3 separate regions of the Danio rerio genome follow, and all the other regions are linked to region 1. The links are chromatin contacts, called in public Hi-C and Micro-C maps. All regions are on one chromosome and are shown on one strand. Each heading gives the region's core, a stretch centred on a gene start, on an enhancer-like site or on the middle of the called end of the contact. The rest is flanking DNA. Distances are from core to core; before and after follow the strand shown. Region 1 holds the start of angel2 (angel homolog 2 (Drosophila)). Region 2 holds the start of ehd3 (EH-domain containing 3). Region 3 overlaps ccl38a.3 (chemokine (C-C motif) ligand 38, duplicate 3).

Evidence for each region. A called contact is a pair of places that touch in the nucleus more often than the background predicts.
Region 2: a contact with region 1 is called in a Micro-C map of caudal fin, with 14 times the contacts expected there. The contact joins the promoter of ehd3 here to the promoter of angel2 in region 1. A contact is called at or near these places in 3 of 18 Hi-C or Micro-C datasets (caudal fin, hematopoietic stem cells and an unstated tissue) and 2 of 4 datasets of contacts at active chromatin or transcription factors (caudal fin and embryo).
Region 3: a contact with region 1 is called in a Hi-C map of an unstated tissue, with 2.3 times the contacts expected there. The contact joins the enhancer-like site here to the promoter of angel2 in region 1. A contact is called at or near these places in 2 of 18 Hi-C or Micro-C datasets (caudal fin and an unstated tissue).

Annotation. Positions count from the first base shown.
Region 1 is chr20:41,204,931-41,208,037 of GRCz12tu, forward strand. angel2 (angel homolog 2 (Drosophila)) reads right to left here and starts at 1,522. Exons shown (of 9, transcript NM_001029960.1): 1 at 1,358-1,522. The coding sequence starts at 1,425.
Region 2 is chr20:41,480,172-41,483,464 of GRCz12tu, forward strand. ehd3 (EH-domain containing 3) reads left to right here and starts at 1,542. Exons shown (of 6, transcript NM_001045004.1): 1 at 1,542-1,768. The coding sequence starts at 1,542.
Region 3 is chr20:41,547,599-41,550,700 of GRCz12tu, forward strand. All of the region lies in intron 1 of ccl38a.3 (chemokine (C-C motif) ligand 38, duplicate 3), which reads left to right. Among named protein-coding and RNA genes, the nearest start is that of ccl38.6, 7.2 kb to the right of the region's middle. Within about 2 kb of position 1,848, at least 6 of the 62 cell types and tissues checked have an H3K27ac peak or open chromatin away from gene starts, as enhancers often do.

The DNA.
Region 1 (3,107 bases), core at 272-2,771:
TAACCGAACATGCATTCATTTCTTACCTCAGAATTGTGAAGTTTAATAGGACATGTCTTTTGGTTAAACAAGCAGTTTCACATCATGGTGTTCACATGAGGCCTGTTTAAACTATGCTGAATTTAAATATATATCTTTAAGCAATTACTCAACTAACCTGAAACAATGTTCATTTTGCTTATATGAAAAAACATTAATCAAATAAAAATGTTAAATATTATTTTTGGTTATTTCAAAAACAAAGACATATAGCCTATAACAAATGCCATTATATATATACACACACACACACACACACACACACACACACACACACACACACACACACACACACACACACACACACACACACACACACACCCTGTTTATGTTTTTCCCCAATTCCCCCAAACGGAGAGCAGATTTTTTTAACACATTTCTAAACGTAATAGTTTTAATAACTCATTTCTAATAACTGATTTATTTTATCTTTGCCATGATGACAGTGAATAATATTTGACTAGATATTTTTCAGGACACTTATACTGTGACATTTAAAGGCTTAAATTGGTTAATTAGAGACTTTATCCTGAAAAGTGAATTTATTAATTAAGACTTTCTCCAGAAGAAAAAAAATATGATCAGGCATACTGTAAAAATTTCCTTGCTCTATTAAACATTATTTAGGAAATATAAAAAAAAAAACTCAAAGGGGGGCTAATAATTCTGACTTCATACATACATACATACATACATACAAATATACATATGTTTTTTTTTATGTTCGGGCTACAAAAAACTGAAGAGTGCCTAGTGCCTACCAGAGATTTAAAAATTTTTGCAAGCCCTGAATACCAAATAAAATAAGACTTGAAAACCTTTCTTAATCTTTAAATGTAATGGTTGCACTAATTTACAGTATGCGTACTTAACGTGTACCTACAGTACACTTACCTAAGAGCACTGGGCTATATAAGGTTAGAATCAGGGAGATGTTTAGGTATAGTACGTTTCCGTATGAATATAATGACTTTGGAAAATACGTAGTACGAGTGAAATGAAGTGCCGACGTTACCAATTTTATAAATGACAAAACGCTGGGATCGACAAGCATACTGAAAAGTACACAACAACTAAATGAACAGGTGGGCAGACAGTGTTTAGATAGTGACACGTTTGATGTAAAAATCTGTTCATTGTATTTCTTCTTACTTTATCGTGTCGTATGTATTTATCGAGAATAGTACATTGTTTATATAATTTAGTTTGTTAAAATATTTTATAATTATAATTAACAACAAACCCACTTACAAAATCTCCTGCATTTTCCTTTTGACAGTTAGCAGCATGAGCAAAACTCAATCAAATATGAACTTACTTTGGAGACACTCCTGGTCTGGCATAGTTAGCATTAGTGTGTCGAGGCATGTGACGCCCTTTTCTCATAAACCCACTTTTCTGGGCACCATCTCAGGTAAGCGAAACCCCAAAAAGTGTGAAATCACGTCTAGCGATGCTACAAGCTAGCAAAACAAACCCAGATATGATGGCGTTTGAATATGACGTCAGAAGCCAAGTCCGAATCCGACTAGTAAATGATTCATTCGAATCGAATCTTCTTAATATATAACAGTGTTTGCGATGCACGGAGAATGTGAGGCGGGAAATGTAAGTTCATTTTAATTACTAACAGCAGAGATAAAAACGAACTGGAAAAGGTTTATTTATTGAATGTGTTACCATTTTATGTGCACGCACTAAAGAGAGTTGTTTAAAGTAAATTCGTCGAAGTTTAGCTCGAAATGTCTTGTTTAAGAACTGAATCACGACTGCAACAATTGCTGAAACGTTTATAAATGTATCATTGTGACAGATCTATATGAATTTGTGGATTCGATGTAAAGTAATGGTCGGACAGAACTAAGTTTGTGAAAATTTGTTACTATTTTTGAAAGGGTTCATTAAAGAGAACTGTTCAAAAGAATCGATTCGCGGAAAGGAGTCAGACTCGAACTAGTCATGACGGAAAGCATTATGTGACAAAATACTACAATGGCCCTATCCAAACAAATCCAGTAGTTTTAGTAAATGTACAAATGTCTCATGTTTATAAACAGACCATCTAACTGATCAAACCGAGAACGAGTTGCCGTTTTATAACGTATTGAATTGCAGGATTGATTGATTTCGATCGTACAATATGTACACCGCTAACGTTACAGTGAAATCGCGTTTCACTTCTAGTTACCGGTGAATTTTACCGATGAAACTACATAGAAGTTCATTTATTTCTTACCTGAAAATCCGCGATGAACGCACCGCGGAACTCTAGATCCAGATGTTAAACGATTGCTGTCGGTGTCCGGGTGAAATGCTCAGATTTTCAGATCGTGTCTGTCCTGTTTGTCTTCTCTGGCTGTGGATGCTCTCATGCTCGGTTATTTTGACCGAACATTTGTGTGAAGACTCACATATGCAATATATTAGTCACAGCGCAAATGTTTGTAATTTAATAAACATATTTCATCTTACGAAGATAACAGTTACTCGCATCTACTGGAGACAAAACAGTCCAGCTGGGTTATTTAAACAGACCATTGAATAACACTGTGGTGTTAGTACATCTTGAAGCCACTAGAGGCTACTGTTGCAATGTGGATTTCGAACTAAGCTTTGTTCATTGTACTCTATCCAGGGGTTCCCAAACTTTTTAGCTCGCGACCCCCAAAATGACGATTCCAGTGACTTGTGACCCCCTCTATCGTTGGAGGTGGTTATAAACAGGGATGGGCAGTATTTATGGTACATGTATTTTTAAATTTGCAGTATTTTGTAATTTGTATTTGATAGAGTTTATGAAAATGGGCTAATTTTTGTATCCAATTACTTCAGTGTCTTGTGTTTTGAATAAAAAAAAACTGTAAAATACTTTGTAAGAAGTCTACATGATGACATCTTAAAAATGTGGCCTCAGATTGATGCTTTCTCAGTTATTTGCCGAGGCTTGAGATCAGAACAGAAAAATAATTAAGCAGGTGGTCAATGCTAATATGTAATGGCAGTATAGTATACTATTGAGATGGAATAAAATATCAGTCCTTAAGAACAGGATGAGGAGCTTTAGAGCA
Region 2 (3,293 bases), core at 292-2,791, 280 kb after region 1:
TTGATTTTATAAATGTACTATATCACATAACCAATTAACCTTTTGTAAAATCTTGAACATTTTTTTTAGAAACGGCAAATGTTTGAAGTTTACTACTGAAAAGTGTATACTTTACTGTTTTTCATTTAGTTTTAACAATAGTTAGGCCCTTTGGGGGGGGGGGGGGTGGCTCTGACTTTCAGCTTGTTTCAAAGTAGAAATTTCACCTTTTGAAGGGCACTTTAGAGTGAAAACAATCATGCCTGTGATATCAGTGCTCAAACTACCCTCTTTAAAAGGCCTTTTTTTTATGAAGGATTTTCAAGGATACAACATTACAGCCGAGATCCTTTTAAAAGTTTTTTTGGTGTCACACACCGTCTTAAATTCAGAAGGGGTCATCCCTCTGGCCTAATCCCTTCAGAGTGATAGGGCCTTCCTATTAGAACCCAATGTCAATGTATATGAAAATGTAGATGCTTTATTTATTTATTTATTTATTTATTTAATTTTATAAGTTTGTTGCTCTACAATGGCTTACCACTAGGTGGACATTTCCAACCACACTTATTAACCTTTGTCAACCTTTATAGAGCTATTGATCAAAACGTCTTATTTTTAAACACATATTTAAATGCAATGCATCATAAAATGTAATGCATGCATAAAAATAACATTCAAAGTATGATTTATGTCCAGTCACTATAATGATGTAAACTCAGATTCCACTTTGGATATGTTATGTTATGTTATGTTATGTTATGTTATGTTATGTTGATAATGTTATGTTTATAAGAATGACATCCTTGTATATTCTTATGCAGTTATCTTTGTAATAATGTAAAAAAAAATCTTGTGGAAAGCATAGTATATTATTATATCATGTTATACAGAAAAGAACATCCCTGGACTGTATTTTATGCATTTATCATTATGTTGATGATGTAAACAAAAACCTCCCTGGAGAAAAAGCAGCAGCAGTACCAGCCATCACCGTCCGCTACAACGGCGCTGCATCCCTGACTGGAGCTCTTGTGTTCTGGGTGGGGCTTTGCCAGTGGGACATTTCCTCTGGTGTCGGGTTTCTCCAGCGCACTGGCATTTAAATCTGCGGCAGTGGGAAGCCTGTGAACGCCTGTCAACGTGACTGAATCTGCTCTGCTGGAGGATTTGCCGCTCGTTTTCTTTTCTCTTTCACAACTGCAACATTTGTCGCGGTCGCTGAATGAGGCATTGTCGAGTGTTGCGGCGCGCGCTTTTATTCCAACAATAGCCTCAATTAAAGGCTGCCGCTCTGGCCATGTTTTGATCGTGAAATATCAGCATTATATTATGTAATAAGTTTCATTTTGTAATTATGATTTAGTCTTTTGTGCATTTTGTGTCGTGAGTGGCCTGCAGACAGGGGAACATTTTCAATGGACATTTAAAATACGTCGACGTCAGAAAAGATCCATTCATTCGAAAACACTACAGTCGGCGAGTTTGTGCGTATTTGTGGAAAAATTGTCCAAGTAAATAAAGAAATATTGTAGAAAGGCTGTATATATTAGAGTTGCATCATGTTCAGCTGGTTGGGTACCGATGACAGGAGGAAGAAAGATCCAGAGGTCTTCCAGACTGTCAGTGAAGGACTCAAGAAGCTCTACAAAACCAAACTGCTTCCTCTTGAGGAACACTACAAATTCCACGAGTTTCACTCACCCGCGCTGGAGGATGCAGATTTTGACAATAAACCCATGGTTCTCCTTGTGGGTCAATATTCTACCGGCAAAACCAGCTTTATAAGGTAAGATATACGTCTTTGCTCCTGTATAACAGGTGCGAATGTCCTGAGAAGTACGTATTAGCATTTTGTTGATGTATTTGAATATTGTTTCCTATACATTTGTTGTCTTTGCTGACTGGTAAGTGACACTGTTAACCAGGTAACATTGTTTTACATACATAAGCATTAAAATAATGAACATAAACGAGCAGTAGACGTGTGTATGAATGTATTGGTTATAGGATTATTTAATTGTATTAATTAAATTACTTGGTGTTTTAAGTAGTATTTATAGTCTCCATGTCTTTATTGATTCATGGCCGTTATAAAATGTCCTGTCATTTACTGTTAACATAAATTTTAAGTTTAAATATAATATATGATTTTTTTTCTTTTCTCAAGCCAGGTAACTTTATAATCACGCATCTTTAAATAAATATTATAAAAAAAGTTATATGTGCGTAAACATTATGAAATAAAGACATAAAAGTGCAGTAAACAATGTGTGTGAATGCATAGGTTATACAGTTTATGTATAAGTTTAATTGTATTAGTTTAAAGCAAATTATATTGTGCTTTAATTAGTATTTGTAAATAGTATTAATAATAGTAGTAGTAGTAGTAATAATATTGTTTTTACTGATTTATGGCCATAATAAAATGTCCTGTCATTTACTGTTAAGTTAAATTTTAAATTTAAATATAAGTAACTTTTTAATCAAGAACCATTAAATAAATACTATGAAGAACTCATAGGCGCCTAAACATTATGAAATGGACACATAAAAGTGCAGTAAAAATGTGTATGAATGTATAGGATATACAGTTTATGTATAAGTTAAATTGTATTAGTTTAAAGCAAATGGTATTATATGTGTTTTAAGTAAGATTTATAAATAATAATAATAAATAATGTCTTAACTGATTCATGGACATCATAAAATCTCTTGTCATTTATCGTTAAGTTTTACATTTAAATATAATATATTAATATGTTTTCTTTTCGCAAGCCAGGTAACTTTATAATCAAGGACCTTTAAATAAATGTTATGAAGAAGTGATATGTGCATACACATTATGAATATGGTCGCTGGTTTGAGCCTCGACTGGATCAGTTGGCATTTCTGTGCGGAGTTTCCATGTTTTTCCCGTGTTCGCTTGAGGTTCCTCGAGATGCTCCGGTTTTCTTCACAGTTCAAAGACATGCGCTATAGGTGAATTGGGTTAGCTAACTTGTCCGTAGTGTATGTATGTGAATGAGAGTGTGGGGATGTTTCCCAGTAATGCGTTGCAGCAGGAATGGCATCTGCTGCGTAAAACATGTGCTGGATAAGTTGCCGGTTCATTCCGCTGTGGCGACCCCAGATTAATAAAGGGACTAAGCCGAAAAGAAAATGAATGAATTCTAACATTGATGACATTTAACAGGAAACATGTAGTGCTTTGTATCAGATTGGATTACGGAGAAGCTTGCAACAAACTTTCAGTCAAATCTGACAATACCCCCCTTTTATGATTTAATACGTGACCTCATTCATTTTTTGTA
Region 3 (3,102 bases), core at 598-3,097, 340 kb after region 1:
TTTTATCTACTCTGATCTTCGATTCTTATTTTCTATTTATTCAGGTCAGGTGATTGGCTGGCCATTCTAGCAACTTTATTGTCTTTTCTGAAAGCCGTTTGAAATTCCTTGGCTGTTTTGGGGGTCATTGTCTTGCTAAAATGTCCACACTGGTTTCATCTTCATCATCTGGTAATCTAGGTGTTGGGACTAAAGCAGGAAAGATTTCAGCTGCTGTTTAAACTTTCCATGCCTTTTTACACCTTCCTTTCTTCATGTGTTCCATACTTTATCCTTGTGTCATTTAGTTTTTTTTTACACATAACTTGTTTTTCTGATCTAATTAGTTTTGTTTTATTTATGTGTATGGATAAGGGTTGACCAATCAATACTGAAATTTAAAAAAACATTCTTGCTAACATTTGAGCACTGTTGAGACAACTCACCACTGTTTACTGAGTGTAAACACAGATACAGGGACACCGGAGCGTTTCGAAAGTCACATCGATCAGCTGGTTTGTTTATAAGCTGACATACGAGGGATCCGCTGATGGATCAAGACTTTAAAATGTTCCAGTGTCCCTGTATCTGTGGTTACACTCCGTAAAAAGTGTGAGTTCGGTAAACTGATGACTTTCGAGCCACAGCACTGTTTTAGAATGTGTTAAACAGCACTCAAATGTTAGCGGGAAATGAACATTTTTAAACCCTAGTATGGATTACCTTGGTTATTTGTTCAATACTTTTTATCCATATAATAATAATATCAAAAATAGTAATAACTATAGTAATCAATACTAACTAATATAACATTGCTGGTCATATTATTATCTCATGTTTGTAGTTGATGACAGGGTGAACTGTTTACATTTCTTCAGTATTATCAGCTGTTCCTACACAAAAAATTGACATGGTTTATTTAAGGATTTAAGATATCACTGTCTTTTTTTTTTCTTTGGAATGTCATACATTGGGTTGCTTTATAACAATGGATGATATGTTTAGGTTCACAGGGTATTGATAAGATTAAGACTGAAATGTCTGTTTCTCATACTAGCTCCGTATGTTCATGCACAATCGGTGATGAACAGCACACAATTAATGAAAAATGACATTCCTAAGAGAGCACAGGGTTTGGGATAGCAGATATTACGCAAGTAGATAAGAAAGAGGTTGAGGAAACTCAAAAATACAAATACTACTTTTAGAAAGGTACATATTCCTGTTTTCCTATGTCTTTTATCAGCTTTTTGTATCCTGTGTGAAGAGAAAAATTGCCTGTGTGCATGACAGGATATGTGGGAGTTTTTTTTAGACAGAGCTGTTTCATTAGAAGGGATTGATCAGTGCTTGTAGTATGTTTGACATTGGAGAACCCTGAATGTTAATTGTTGGATTGATTTGTCAGGGGAAAAATGCAGTTCATCTTTATAAGCTCTTGAAAGCCTGTTACAATGTACTGTATGTGTTTTTGTGAAGTACCATAGTAACTGCTTTCATAACAGCATGATTTCAAAGGCAACAGCGCTTCATAGTGGCCTGTCTCCTGAACTGCCTCTTACTGGGTTCAGTGATTCAAGCTAGTGAAACTACTTCTTTTATTGCTGTAACATATCCTGGCATCTGGTTTTGATGTTGCAGGCTGCTCATTTGTGAGCAGGATCAAAAGGTTTTAGGATCTTGGTTTATTTTTACAAGGTCTGCAAACAAGTAGTACCGGAGAGGCTTGGACACACAAAAGTCAAATATATTTCTGGTGGCACACAGTAGAGCAGCTCTTCTAAGATCAAAGCTAATAGTGTGTCCAAGATGACACCAAACAAAAAAAATATGTGAGCTTGCAGTTGCAGGACCAGGATAGAAAGTAGCTCTATTTGATTATTTAGAAATAAGAATGGTGTATATATGTCCAAACTATTAGGTCTTTAGGGAAATTTTATTTATTAAAAAATATATACTTTCCAAGCGACATTTATTGGAAATTTTTTTTTTTTTTTTAACATATTATCGCTGATGTTCAGCTTCCTGAAGTTTTTTTTTCCCTCTCTGCTGTCACCACTAGCTTGCATGGTTTGGGATCGGTAGAGCTACGCATCGATGGATTTGCTGCTTAGTGTTTAAGCCCTAAATAGTGACGAATATACCATACTGAACTGAGCTGAACTTAACTAAACTTAAACACTAAATACTGAACTACACTGTTTCAATTTACTATGATCTTTTATGTGAAGCTTCTTTGACACAATCTACATTGTAAAAGCGCTATACAAATAAAGGTGAATTGAATTTATTGACTTATTAAACAAAATTGTTTTAATAGTTAATTTCTAGTAACTCATTAATTTTGGCTTCGTATTTATATAGAGTACTACACATAATGATGACGTATAAATTTTTGGTGGGACCTATATGCTTTCTTAGGATTTTTTTAAAAGTGTTTTCTGTCATTGTTTAGCCTGCATTAATACATTCATTGTAAGCTGTACATTTAAACGTTTAAAGATTATGATCTCAATTCAAACCCGTGCAACATGAATAATAATGATTTGCATACGTTTCTTAATCCTTCGAATCACTGCATTTAAATCTGCTTTTGATCAAGAGAGATTAAGTTTTTACACTTTTTCAGTTCGTTACAAACAATTAAATAACACAGAAGTACTGGAAGAACAGTTTATATATCAGGTATATACTCTGATGTTTATGGTAAAGCTTAAAATCACTGTTTAATGGAACTTGATGCTGGTGAATGTTGTTGCAAAAACATTGTGTAACCAGTGGGTGGCGACAAACTAGGGTTGGGTCGATAGACGATGCCATCGTCCATTGCCGATGGCCAATAGACAACACAATGCAGAGGCCGCTTCGCCAATCCTCTGCCCAGCCCCAGTTGCAAACCCACTCGCAGAAAATACACACCTAGGCCGTTTACACTAAGGCCGTACTCACACTATATACAGTTGCTTCAAACAAAGCACGCTTGACCCCCTTCCTGTCTCCCCCGCAGGCCCACACTCACATTATAATCGGGCCTGGGCACGCTTACGTCATTGATGCTGTGCTGTTCAGTAAGCGCTCTCGCTCAGCAAAGTGGAGATATCTCTAGTTACATCGCTTTAGTTA